Linked DNA regions of Rattus norvegicus: region 2 is linked to region 1. Evidence: chromatin contacts called from public Hi-C data. All regions are on one chromosome and are shown on one strand. The core of a region is the stretch at or near the end of the contact, and the rest is flanking DNA. Distances in the headings are between cores, read along the strand shown.

What was found. A called contact is a pair of places that touch in the nucleus more often than the background predicts.
Region 2: a contact with region 1 is called in a Hi-C map of the A7r5 cell line, with 6 times the contacts expected there. The contact joins the enhancer-like site here to the promoter of Fgfr2 in region 1. A contact is called at or near these places in 6 of 12 Hi-C or Micro-C datasets (the A7r5 cell line, Schwann cells, frontal cortex and 3 more) and 1 of 1 datasets of contacts at active chromatin or transcription factors (oligodendrocytes).

The regions. Positions count from the first base shown.
Region 1 is chr1:194,279,109-194,285,416 of GRCr8, reverse strand. Fgfr2 (fibroblast growth factor receptor 2) reads left to right here and starts at 4,503. Exons shown (of 18, transcript NM_001109892.1): 1 at 4,503-4,955.
Region 2 is chr1:194,470,200-194,476,640 of GRCr8, reverse strand. The region is part of intron 8 of Ate1 (arginyltransferase 1); the gene reads left to right. Among named protein-coding and RNA genes, the nearest start is that of Ate1, 37 kb to the left of the region's middle. Within about 2 kb of position 2,605, at least 3 of the 93 cell types and tissues checked have an H3K27ac peak or open chromatin away from gene starts, as enhancers often do.

The DNA of each region.
Region 1 (6,308 bases), core at 3,254-5,753:
TGACTTCTCCCCTGTGCTAAAGGTTCTGGAACCCCCTGGGAGTACCCTAGTGTCTGCCCCATCTTCGTCCGTTCTGGCCTTTTGGAATCCATGTGACAGCTGTGGAATAAGAAGCTCCTTTGCCACTGAGGAAACAGATGACTCAGGACACTGAAGTAACTGGCTCCAGTTCACCCACACTGGGACCTAACCGTGAAGGGAGGGGCTTGCCACAAGGCCTCACCCTCAAAGAGTAAATCCCGTTGGCATCAAAGTGAGATAGTCCTACTAGGAGGATGTGGTTCTTCTTAAGCCAGAGTCTCATGGAGCCCAGGATAGCCCCCAGCTCTCTTCCTGAGGCTGCCTTTGAACTGATTCTCTCTCTGTCTCTACCTCCTGAGTGCTGGAATTATACATATGCGTATGCGTCACCAGATTTGGCTTCCAAAGGACCGTATATCCCCCAGGGAAGTAGGTCCATGTAGTTTAGAATACTGGATGACATTCAAGGTGAATATGGGGACACACACACACACACACACACACACACAGTATACTTTTTCTCTCTCACACACACAGTATACCTTTTCACACACAGAGTATACCTTTTCACACACACATACACACAGTATACTTTTTCTCACACACACAGTATACCTTTTCATACACACACACATACACACAGTATACTTTTTCACACACACACAGTATACCTTTTCACACACACACATACACACAATATACTTTTTCTCAGACACAGACAGTATACCTTTTCACACACACACACACACACACAGTATACTTTTTCTCAGACACAGACAGTATACCTTTTCACACACATACACACACACACACACACACACACACACACACACACACTTGCCCTAGTGAGATGCCACAACTGATTGGGCTCTTTTCTCATCCCGGAGTAGGTGGCCTGGCTGTGGTCCTGGACCATGAGCTTGAATTCCAGCCATGCTTTGGACCTTATAGAGATGTCACATAAAGACTGAAGCCCATCATTTTGCCTGTGGGCAAGCCCACACGGGAAGACCCACACAGCCTTTGTTCACCCAGCTTGTCCATAGGGTGAAGGAGACACAACCCATTAAAACACGAATGGTTAAAATTAAACATCTGAATCTCAACAGAGAGGGGCCCCTTTCCTTTTCCCCTCTCCCAGGGATGGGCTGACCTCACAGTTTGCTCCTCGATGAGTGTAGGATCTTTGATTTCTTCTGCCCTCAGTTTCCTTTCATTCCATTGACGTATCATTACTAGAGTAGCGGGGGAGGGGTGTCGTCAGGCCTTCTGGGGAGAAAAAAGAAAAGGGTGACTACTCAAGACATTTTATAAAAGGAGAAAATTGGGAAGAAAGGAGGCCCCGTAGGGGGTGGAGGGTGGAGAATGTGGCCTTGTCTGGAGTCTCTTTCAGCCTAAACCTGCCGCCTTCAGTTCAAACTGTCACCTTCAGTTCTTGCAGGCTTTTCTGCCCTCACCCCCAAAACCTCAACAGATTGGGCCCTATTTACCTATTCACACTCGGCCATGGAAACTCATTAATAGGCTTATTAGCAACAGCATTCACGGGAGGCCATTGACAAAAGGGGTTCCAGCCACTTGAAGAAGGGAGAGGGGGTAAAAATCCTGCAAAGAGATTATTTTCTCATTCAGAAGCCTGGCTGGGAGGAAAGCTTCCCTGAACCACTGAGGTCACTTGAAGTCTAAATGATGCAAAACTATTTTTTTAACCAAAAATTCTAAGCATGCTTTAATTTTTTTTTAACTTAAACATTTTCCTATTGTGAAATCTGTAGGTTTTCCTAACTTGAAAAATAAAAGGCACTCTTTGGCAATCAGGGACTTTGGATGGCTACCTTTTTATCTCCATAAAGAACAAATTCTGCACACTGCCTCTGACGTTGAAGAAGGTGTTTTTGTTTTCAGCGGAAGGGCTTCCCTCCCATTCAGTATCTATAAAGCTGTGAATGAATGGGGGACAGGGACAGTGGCTTCCTGGGCCATTAATTTATGTGAGAATGTGTTAACCTCATTTTCAATGGCTGGTGGACCCACTGCAGTAGGGAAACGTCTCTCTGTCCTGAGACACGGAGTTTCCCATCAGTGGGGATCATAAAGATAGAAGCACCATCTTGCAGCAGGACCATAGCCTTCCCTTTGTGACTTCAGGTCAGAGAATGAGCATAGGTTGGCACCCCCCAGTGAATGGTTCAGTGGTACCTGGCTGCGGTGTTCCCATCCAGGCCATAGAACTCACCCAAAACACACCCCTTTCCACTAAACATATAAACAGACCACTTCGTTTGGAAATCAGGCTGCTATTTTGGTTGAGTTCTCAAACTATAATTTCATAACTATTTGCCCGAGGCATTGGAAATGGATTTGCTACTCCTCCATTTTAAGTGATTTGCATAAAAGTTTCCAAGGCTATGCTGTGAGTAAAGACCATCCTCTGATCATGTGGGGGATGCCTGAGGAATTCATGTGTGTAAACCGCATGAAGTCGAGGGTTAGGGATTCTCGTACCTCTCCTCTTCCAAACCTGCTTCCCAGGTGAGCTTTCCTGAGGCTTTGTTTGTCTTCAGGCACCAGAGGGAGTCTAGGCTTTCCTGAACTTAGTGACTTTTTTGAGTCAGGGTCTCAGGGAGCCCAGGCCTGATACGAACTCAGCACGTACCTGAGACTGGTTTCAAACTCCCCAACTTTTCTTTATCGTGTGAGGTCTGGGAATACAGCATGTACTATTATGATTGGCTCACTAATCAAGATTTTATTTATTTATTTAGACACAATGTAGCTGTCTTCAAACTTACCATGTAGACCAAGTCGGCCCCCCGCCGCACTCAAGGCAATTCTCCTGCCTCACACACTTCTGAGTGTAGGGTTACAATTTATGTGGCCTTGAACTTAAGCACCGTTGCTCAAGGGTTGAAGGAAGGAAAGGGAACACATATTGAGAGATAAATGATCCCAAGATAGTCTAGTGGAAGAGACAAATGGGAGATGCCAATCAGTTACAACCCGGCCTGACAGTTTCGTTAAAGACTCCTGCTTTGCAACGTTAGAGTCAGAGAGAGGAATCCAATTTGCTCAAGATCAGACGACTTTTTCTTTTCTGATAGAGTGCATGTATTTTCTGTTTCTGTTTCTTTGTTTCTTTCTTGTGGGTGTGGAGATCAGACACAGGGCCTTGTACGTCAAGGCAAGCCATCTACCACTGCACTACATCTCCAATGCCTCTCTAGACTCTTGGATTTCTTCCCATTCATTCATTCATTCATTCATTCATTCATTCATTCATTCATTCATTCTCATTTTATTTGATGAGTTATGGACGTTTGCCTGCATGTCCATCTGCACACTGTGCATGCAGTATCCCCAGAAGCCAGTAGAGGGTGTCGGGGCCCCTGGAACTGGAGTAAAAGGTGGTTGTGAGCCAGCATGTGGATGCTGGGAATTGAGCCGGTCTCTGGTAGTACTCTTAACCACTGAGCCATTTCTCCAGCCTCACTTTCTTTTAAATATTTATTTTTATTTATTTATTTATTTTTTGGTTCTTTTTTTCGGAGCTGGGGTATTTTTATTTTTAAACTATGTGACTGTATCTTTGTGTTCACCAGTGCAGCTTCCTAAGGAGACCAGAGGTTTTGGATGCCTCTGCAGCCGGAGTTACAGGCCATTGTGAGTGCCTGATAGTATGCCAGCCATTGGTTTCTGGCCCTCTGGAAGGCAGGAAGCACTCTAAACTTCTGAATCATCTCTCCAGCCCTCCTTTGGATTTCTTTATGTTAATCTCGTTATGTTTGTGTTTAATTGATACTATTAAACAAGATGTTTTCTGTTTTTGGCTTTTTCGAAGACAGCCACATTTAAGGGCTCAACCAGCAGCCAGTTGTGTTAACCTCTCGGATCTTCAGTTTTCTTGTCAGAATCTGGCTATGTTACTCTGTGGGCAGATGTGCGGACTAAGTACAATTACCTATTCACTTGGTCCTTTCCCAAACACACGCCCCCTTCTATTGTTCAGAAGAACAAGATAATGCAACACCTTCCACGAACATTAGCTGCTTCTACCCTCGAAGCTTCAGTGACGCGAAATGTCTGGCCCTAGTACGCTGCAGACCTATTCTAAGGTGTCTGAAGTTGCACAGCATTCTGCCATTTGTTTCCTAACTTGACATAAAACAACTTAACTTATTCTCTCTGCACCGAAGCTGGCTGGCTACGAGGGGACAGAGGCGTACAGGGCGGTTCACTAGCCGGGTTCCGAGAGGTCATCTGTGCACCCCTGCGGGCAGCGCGGCGGGGCCCCTCGCCTGCCTGGCGGGTGTCTCTTTGCGGCTGCTAGGCGTCGGGAGCCGCGCGGGGCTCGGGACTGCCCCAGCGCGCAGCGCTGATTGGCAGAGCGGGCGCCGCCGTCCAGGAAACGGCTCGGGTTTCAGCGGGGGGCGTGACCCGCCCGAGGAGGCTGCGGCGGCGGCGCGGGCGGCGCGGGGAGAGCGCCGGGAGAGGCGAGCGGCGGCGGCGGGCGCAGAGCGGGCGCACGGACGATCGAGCGCGCGGCTGCCAGAGCTCCGGTGCTGAGGCTGCCTGTGTGTCCCTGGCCCGGCGTGGCGACTGCTCTCCGGGCTGGCGGGGGCCGGGCGTGAGCCCCCGGGCCTCAGCGTTCCTGAGCGCTGCGAGTGTTCACCACTCGCCAGCAAAGTTTGGAGTAGGCAACGCCAAGCCCCAGTTCTTTCTTCTGCTGCTGCCCAGATCCGAGGGCAGCTCCGGCGTCATGTCCGCGCTGTTCTGCGATCCCCAGCGCGCGTGAAGCCTCGGAACCTTGGCGCCCGCTTCCACCCAAGGGATCATTCTCTTTTTGGAGTTTTCCTCCGAGCTCATCGCCTGCTCCATCCCGACCCACTCAGGGCTTCGACGCCAACACCGAGCGCAGAGGAGCGCTGCCATTCAAGGTAATCGTCGTACCGAACGCCTTCCGGAGCTTCGCCAGCCGGGAAAGTGGGTTCAGTGGGAGGATGCGAGGCGCAGGATCCCGGGGAGGAGGGCGCGGGTAAAACGATTTGGGGGCGCGCCCTGTCAGTCTCTGGCTGTATTGGTGATGGAGGAGTGGATGAATGCGGATGGCTGGCTTTTGGGGGGGGGTTCTTTCAGCACCTCCATCCAAATGCTGACATCTGTCTCTGCCGCCGGCACCCCTTTCCTGTCAGACTCCGGCGGGCACAGTCCTGCCTACTGGGCGCGTTCCTTTGAGCTCAGAGCCGGCGCGCCGTGGGGCCGCCTGCCAGTGGCACAGCCCATAGGCGGAGGTTCGGGAAGGGCATCTTTGGGGTGCCTGGTTCTTGGATTCTGGAAGCTCCAGCCTGGTACTACACAGACCCTTGGGAGAGGTTCTTTCTTGGGAAGAAACTGCTGGAGTGTGTCAGGCAACATCCCCAAAGGGATGGAGATGCCCGGATGACACCTTTGGGGAGGCAATGGCTTTGGTTCGGGATTCCGGTGCTGGCGGTCCCTCTCTGGTCACAGCGGTTGGCGCAGGAGGGATCGCCGCGCGCCTGGGGCTAGGGGGCGAACTGGACCGACTTTTCCTAGTTCTTCTAGCAGCTCCTACCGCAGCCGCGCCGAGATGTTGAAAGCACAGGCGAGTTCTAACTTGCGCGCTCATTCTTTCAGCGCGGGGGAATCGGCAGAGGGCCCTGCGTGGCGCTGTCTTCCACCGTCGCGGCCAGGGGGCAGGCGCGGGAGGCCAGCTTCAGCTCCGCGCCCCTGCAAACTTCCCAAGACCTTCCTTCCTCAATCCCCCCCACGTCTCCCCCCCCCCCCCAGTTCAATAAAACCTACCCTTAGAAGCAGACTTGCTTTCAAACTCTGGGCACCCATTATGTGTTTGGTGTGAAACGCTATCAACATTTAAAACTCTATTGTCCTTAGCGTCCCAAATCCCTGTAAATCTTCTACCAGCCTGGACTCATTTTCATCTGAAAAGCCTGTTTAGTTTGAATAGAAAAGCAATCAGGCGCCCCTCTCCCTCTCGTTGGAATGTCAATTAAAATGCAGATTTCTCAGAGCTCTTTAGCGCCCCAAGAAGAGGGACAAAACAGGATATTCCAGGCTGACAAATGAAAGAAACGCTACAATGAAATAGGGTGGCGATGTGCACCCCAAGCTGCTCGGAGTACGGCAGTTTATATTTTTGGGATTTCATTGTGTTTAGGACCCCCCTCCTCGCCTCCTCGAACCCATGACAGCTCCCTTCCTTAATTCATCCGGGATCGAGAAGTAAAGGAGCCTTGAGTCAGGTTAGGGGG
Region 2 (6,441 bases), core at 1,356-3,855, 190 kb before region 1:
GGGCAGCAGGTGTACATGAAGTACATACATACATACATACATACATACATACACACAAAATACTCTTACACATACAAATAAATAAATTTTTTGAAAACTAAGGCAGTGTAGGAAAACTAATAAAAGGACTATTTAATATATTTAATATTTTAGAATCAATAAAAATCTTTGCTATTTTGTATAAAATTATGTTAAATCATATAAATAGTTGATAAAATAAGTGCACGTGATAAATGTAATTGTGTATTAGTAAAATGAGAAATGCAGCTTAGAACAGTAAAGTTAGGTAGAGTTGCTTCATGTGTAGGTTTTAGTGAGGAAGCTGAAGTGAAGGTCCACATCTCTGGTCAGTTAATACTTAAATCAGTGCTTCTCAGCCTTCCTACTGCTATGACACTAAACACTTCCTCATGCTCTGCTGATCCCAACCATGACATTATTTCATTGCTCCTTCATAACTGTAGTTTTGCTGCTGTTACGAATCTAATGTAAATATCTGATGTGCAGGATATCTGATAATGTGATCCATGTGAAAGCATCGTTTGATCCTCAAAGGTGTCACAACCCCTAGGTTAGGAATTGTTGATTTACATGATATTGACCACTTGCAAAAATGCTTTTAAATGGGTCTCACCAATAAATTTCTCTTAAATGTAAGTTCAGTGAGAAGAGGTCCTTGTTTCTCCATGTTTATATTTTTAATGTAGTAAGTTGTACATAGTAGGCACTGCTTTAGTAAATACTTGTTGGATGGACGGCTGGATGGACGGCTGGATGGACGGATGGATGGATGGAGAGATGACTGAGTGACGTTGGTGTCCTGAGTGAGGCTAGGTGTAGCAGACTTTTGTTCATAATTTATAGTACTCATCTGACAGCAAATGAAGTTTACTGTTTATATTTTAATATTCTTAGCTCTTTTGCTGTCTCAGCTTGACTGAACCTACTTGAGACTAGAAGGTCTGTCTTTTTGTCTTTGAATGTTATTAGTTGTAGAAAGGGCTTGGAGTTTACCAGTTACCTCACAGTGGACCAACCAATAAAGGTTTTGAAATCCCGGGTCACTACCCTCTTTAAAATCTGGGCTGAGTGCTTGGAGTCTGCAGTCTTCGGTGGACAGTGTAAAGGAAAAGCATCATGATCAGACTGGATGATAGCTTGCTATTTCCTGTTACTTTTCTTGGTGATTTGGAGATGTGTTGCATCTTGGCAAAGTTGATTTTTAAGACAAATTTTTATTAGGCTTATTGGGTATAGGGAGGAAGATGAGATAATTAACGATCCTCTCCCTGCCCTCGATTCTCTGGTGGTGAATACCTCAAGGGTTTCTCCTGATAGTCCAGTGGCTTGGAAGTCCACAGGTGCTGCCTGCCACCTGAGTGCAGCCATCCCTAATCTCCTTTAGTAGCTCTGAGCTCAGTCAGGATTTGGTTCTGTTTCACTCCACTGTCTGAGAGGCAAACCTCAGCAAGGCAGGAGAATGCTGGAAGTCTCTACATGTTTAATTTACGGTTAAGCTTACGTTTTAGCCAGAGATATGTAGTTTCCTAATTTAAACAAAAACTAGAATAATTCCAACAGAGACGGTAAAATATAGAAGACTTGCAGTTCACATAGCCAACTTAAAGCTTCACTTTGTCCATAAGAGGTCCTGTGAATGAACCAGGTCCCTTTGTTGTAAGTCCTAGCCATTTAACTGCACATGGATCTAATGAAATTCTCAGGTTATAGTAATTATGTCAGTAATCTGATATGTTGTCACTTGAATGGACCATGTGTGGAGAGTCAGTTGCTTGTCTCTGTGGGGCTGACCCCTTTCATTCGTGAAGACTAATAGGACTCGTTAAGCTTTACGGGAAAAGAGCTTTTATCACTTTGTCAAGCCAGGTAGAGTGCATTTCTATTGTTTCTAACTTTGTGTGATTGTAACTGCTGAGGTACACCTCCCGGCGAGGTTTAGGGGACTTCTGCTTACAGACATTTCTGTGTGGCACCACTTACAGATGTCTTCAATTAAATGCAGGTAAATAAATGGGATGATGTATCAGAGGTCAAGAGATTCCTGACATTCTCTTTAGAGTCACACTTTGCCAGCCAGTCCAGTAGGCTGTGGTCTCCTTGTCATGTTTGGAGAACAGAGGCTGCTGCAGCACATGTTAACACACATTAGATCCTGTGTCAGCGTGGGGACTTCTTCAAGTGTGTCCTTCTGATCCTTCATTTCAGATTCAGGTCCTCTCTCTTAAGAATTATAATACTTACTGAGAAGCAGCATCTGTAACCACAGGTCTGTGCTTATTACATTCCTTATATTCTGTCATGATGAAAATTGAACAGACAGGTAGATCAGACTAGCTAGGGGCTGAGAACCACACTGACAGTATGGGTCAGGAAAAGCAAGTGGGCAAGAGACAGAGTGGCACGGTGCTGAGATGCTCACATTCAGGATTCTTACTCAGAGGAAGCTAGCGATCAGAAATGGATTTACCGAGCTTCAGAGCGAGAGTTAGGAACATTACCACTCAGCTTTGTAGTTAGGTGCTGTGTGGCTCTGATCAGTTGGAAGCTTAGCTGCACCTCTAGCCACTGCCCACTAGATGCCAGTAGCACTTCACCACGACGATCAGCACAGTCCTGTAGATGATGACAGACTGCCAAAAGTCCTGAAGAGGCAAAACTGTTCCCTCGTGAAAATCATTATGTGTATTACAGAGAGATAATGTCAGTGAGCTGATGGTGAACATAAGATACAGTAGTAGATTGTTTTCAGTTCAGTAAAGGTAAAAAAGTAGGAAACGTGAAATAAATAACTGGAACAAATATAAAAAGCTATAAGACCAATGGCAAGGTGGCCTTCTTAAGTCCAGTTATTTATTACATTAAATATAAAAGCCTAAATCAAACTTGGCTGCATGGGAAATTTCAGTTTCACATTGTTTCAAACTTTTTTGACTATATTGGCTACTGTATTACACTTAAAATTTTCAGATTTTTGTTTTAGTTAAATTTCAATCGCCATATCTGACAGTGGTTATGTTGTTGTACAGTTAGGGCTACACAGTCCATTTAAAAATTAGAGATTGTCAGCCTGTATAAAAGAATAAAAAGTAAGCTCTACGCTTAAATATGAAGATGTGGATGACTTACAGGTAAAAGGCTGCAGTAATCTTTTCCCATGAATATTTACCATAAGAACATTGGATGAGCTGTCTTTGTCTGATATAAACTGAAGACAGAAAGATGTTCATAATGACAAAAAGTCAAATATATTCTAAAATGCGATCCATTAAAAATAACACCCTCAAAATAAAAATAAAAAGCAGTAGAAGTGAAGGAGAAGGAGAACTAGTTAAATCAGTGACACTTAAGACTACTTCTTGATACTTTGAGAGAACATTTAGACGAAGTTAGAAATAATCTACAAGGCTTGAACAGTGTGGTCACAGTTTTACTTAATTGAGACCTATCAATACTATACTCTTCAGTGACAAGAAGCCACATTTGAAGTCAAGCAAGTCATAAACTACAGATAGCATGGTTCATTTGTAAAGCATTCCTGCTTCAACTGGCTTTCCAGCTGCTCCTCTTTGTTTTTTGTTTCTCCCAGTACTAGAGATCAGATCTAGGGCATGGAATAGCCTAGGCAGGCACTCTGCTACTGAACTACATCTCTTCACTGTCCCCTTTTAAAATTTGTTAGCATACAAAATGATGGGTTTCATTGCGACATCTAAAATAGGTGTATTTTCAAGTATACCACGCCAGAGCATATCCTGGTGTATTTTACAAAGTTCAGTAAATTGGAGAGGATGGAAAGTGTAATTAAATTGGCATCAAGAACCAGCAGAATACAATAGCACTCTAATTAAACAACAGTAGACCCTAGTTAAAAGTGGGTAAGACACTACTGTTGTGCTTCTCCAGAGGAGACAGATGTCTAGAAAACACAAGAGAAACAGTCTGTTGATATTCATTTGGGAAATGGAAGTTAAAACCAGAGAGAAATCACCGTTAGCTCACTAAATGAGTAGAGTCAAACGACAGACAGGGATTGGCACAGTGTGGAGAAATTAGAACTCTCTTACTTGCTTGGTAGGAAAGTGAAATGTAGAGCCAAGGTTCAGCTGTTTTTCAAAACATCACAGGTACTTTATAATTCTGAAACTCACTTCTTTTGATTATGCCTAAGTGAAATAAAAGTATGTATCCTCATAAATAATTATACATGAATGATTATACCAGCATTGTTCATCAAAGCCAGAAGCTAGAAAGAACTCAGCTTGTTTCAGCTGGTGAATGAGTACAGTGCAATCTGAAGGAACAGGGGTGAATCTTAGATGTAATAGATGACCTGAGTCAGACACGGATGGCACTGCGCTTTCCACTCTGTGACCTACCTAGCTGAGGTCAGTATTGAAATTGATATGCTTTAAATAATACTTTAGCACCATTTTCTTTTTTCTTTCTTTCTTTTTTTTTTCCGGAGCTGGGGACCGAACCCAGGGCCTTGTGCTTGCTAGGCAAGCGCTCTACCCTGAGCTAAATCCCCAACCCTAGCACCATTTTATTAATCTTCATAATATTAGCTAACACGCCATGAATACTCTTAAAAGCTTTCAAACCATTTTTCAAGTTTTTTTTTGAGTGGGGAACTGCTTGGCTTTCTGAAAAGACTTAGGAAAACACTCTGGGAAGACACAGAACTTGGAAGGAGGAGTTGTGAGAGGGAGAGGAGACATGATGGGAAGGGGCTGGAGTTGGGGTAATTTTCCTCCTAAGTGTGGAGGGAGAACACCAACAACCCGACATGCTGAGAGCTGTCATGATTGCAGTGCTGTGGAGATGGGCCAGCTACTGAGTTGGTGGGAACCTTTACCTGTTTTAGACTAGTGCTTAGGCCCAGCTTTATTTGAAGAGGTAAAACCAGGTAGCAGGAGGTACCCAGTGAAAGCATAGGTATTTGTAGGTGATGGTCAGCAGTCTGATGGTGATAATGAAAAATCAGAAGAAGAAGGAGGAGGAGGAGGAGGAGAAGGAGGGAAGAAGAAGGAGAAGGAGAAGGAGGAGAAGGAGAAGAGGAGGAGGAGGAAGAAGAGGAGGAAGAGGAAGGAGAAGGAGAAGGAGAAGGAGAAGAGAGGAGCAGGGTCTTGTTCCTTGTAGCTGTATATATTAGGAAATAATCCTGTAGGTTCAGATTGTGACCCACACACTTGAATTGGAATTGAGTGTTATTACTCAAAGGCACCAATTAGAGATCTGGAACAGAAGCACTGGATCGTCATTTGGTGGCTGTCCCCTTCCCTTGCATCTAACGCCTATTGGGCAGTTCTGGCTTGGGCAGAGCTTCCAGTAAGGCCAAACAGTTGAGCCGAAGGCATCCTTTCTTGAGTTTGCTGTGGTGAATGCAGCGTAAGCGTTGTGCATGTGTGGCTAGATAGTGCTCCTGAAGCTGATTGGTCAGGAGGTGAATGTTTTTCAGGTTAGTTTTGGACATCACATGATTGTTGAGACAGTATAAATTGAAAGTGTGTATTGCTTAGTGAAATTAAATGGCAATTACTAAAGTCTTCCTTGAAAGAATCCCAGGGAGACAGTTGATTTTGAGACTAAAGAAAGCATGCTTAAAGTTGAAATTCAAATACTAAATGGAAAAATGTCACAAATATGTCTTGTTTAAGATTTTTCTGCACAAATGAGTTAGTTTAGGGATCTTCAAAATTCAAGATATTTTCTTGCTAGGTTAGCTATCTTTCCTTCAGCAGTTGAAGTATTTATCATTACTCCCAAGACCTTTTTAGCTGTGTTCAAAATTAGGGTCATCTTCCCTGACAGTTTTCATTGCCCATTAGTTGTGCGTGAATGCTTCAGAAAAACCTTGAATAGTAAATCCTGGGGTGGATTAGTCTCCATGGGGACATCAGTCTTGTTTGATGTTGGCATTCATTGAGTTCTCAGTCTGCTCTGTCACCAAAGAATATGTTTTCCTGTAAGAAGGACTGTGAGAGCAGGAGGTGCCGGTTGGACAGCAGTAAGGGAAGTTCATACCAGTCACTCTGCAGTCCAAGGCTGCGTTGTAGAGCTCAGTAAATACTGTCTAGTTTGTAGAGTCAAAGTTTGGAATTCCATGACTTTTGATAAACCATTCGGAAAGTGCCTTACTTTGTCAGTCGTTTTATTGAGAGAGTTAAGATTTAAAATACAGAAAAATCAGATTAAGGCAAAGCACTTAGTATTAACAATTTAATTTTTTAAAAAATCTGTAAGTTCTATAGTAATAATAGCTTTTTTCTTTCTCTATATTTTTATTAAAACCATTTGTGGTAAGTCTTTTACCATTAATTTAAAATCCAGTGATACTGTGTATTAATATAAGAAGATACTACTTTTTTCTTAAACTAAAAATTTCATGTCAGTAGACTTAATCTGAAAGTCGCCTTAGTT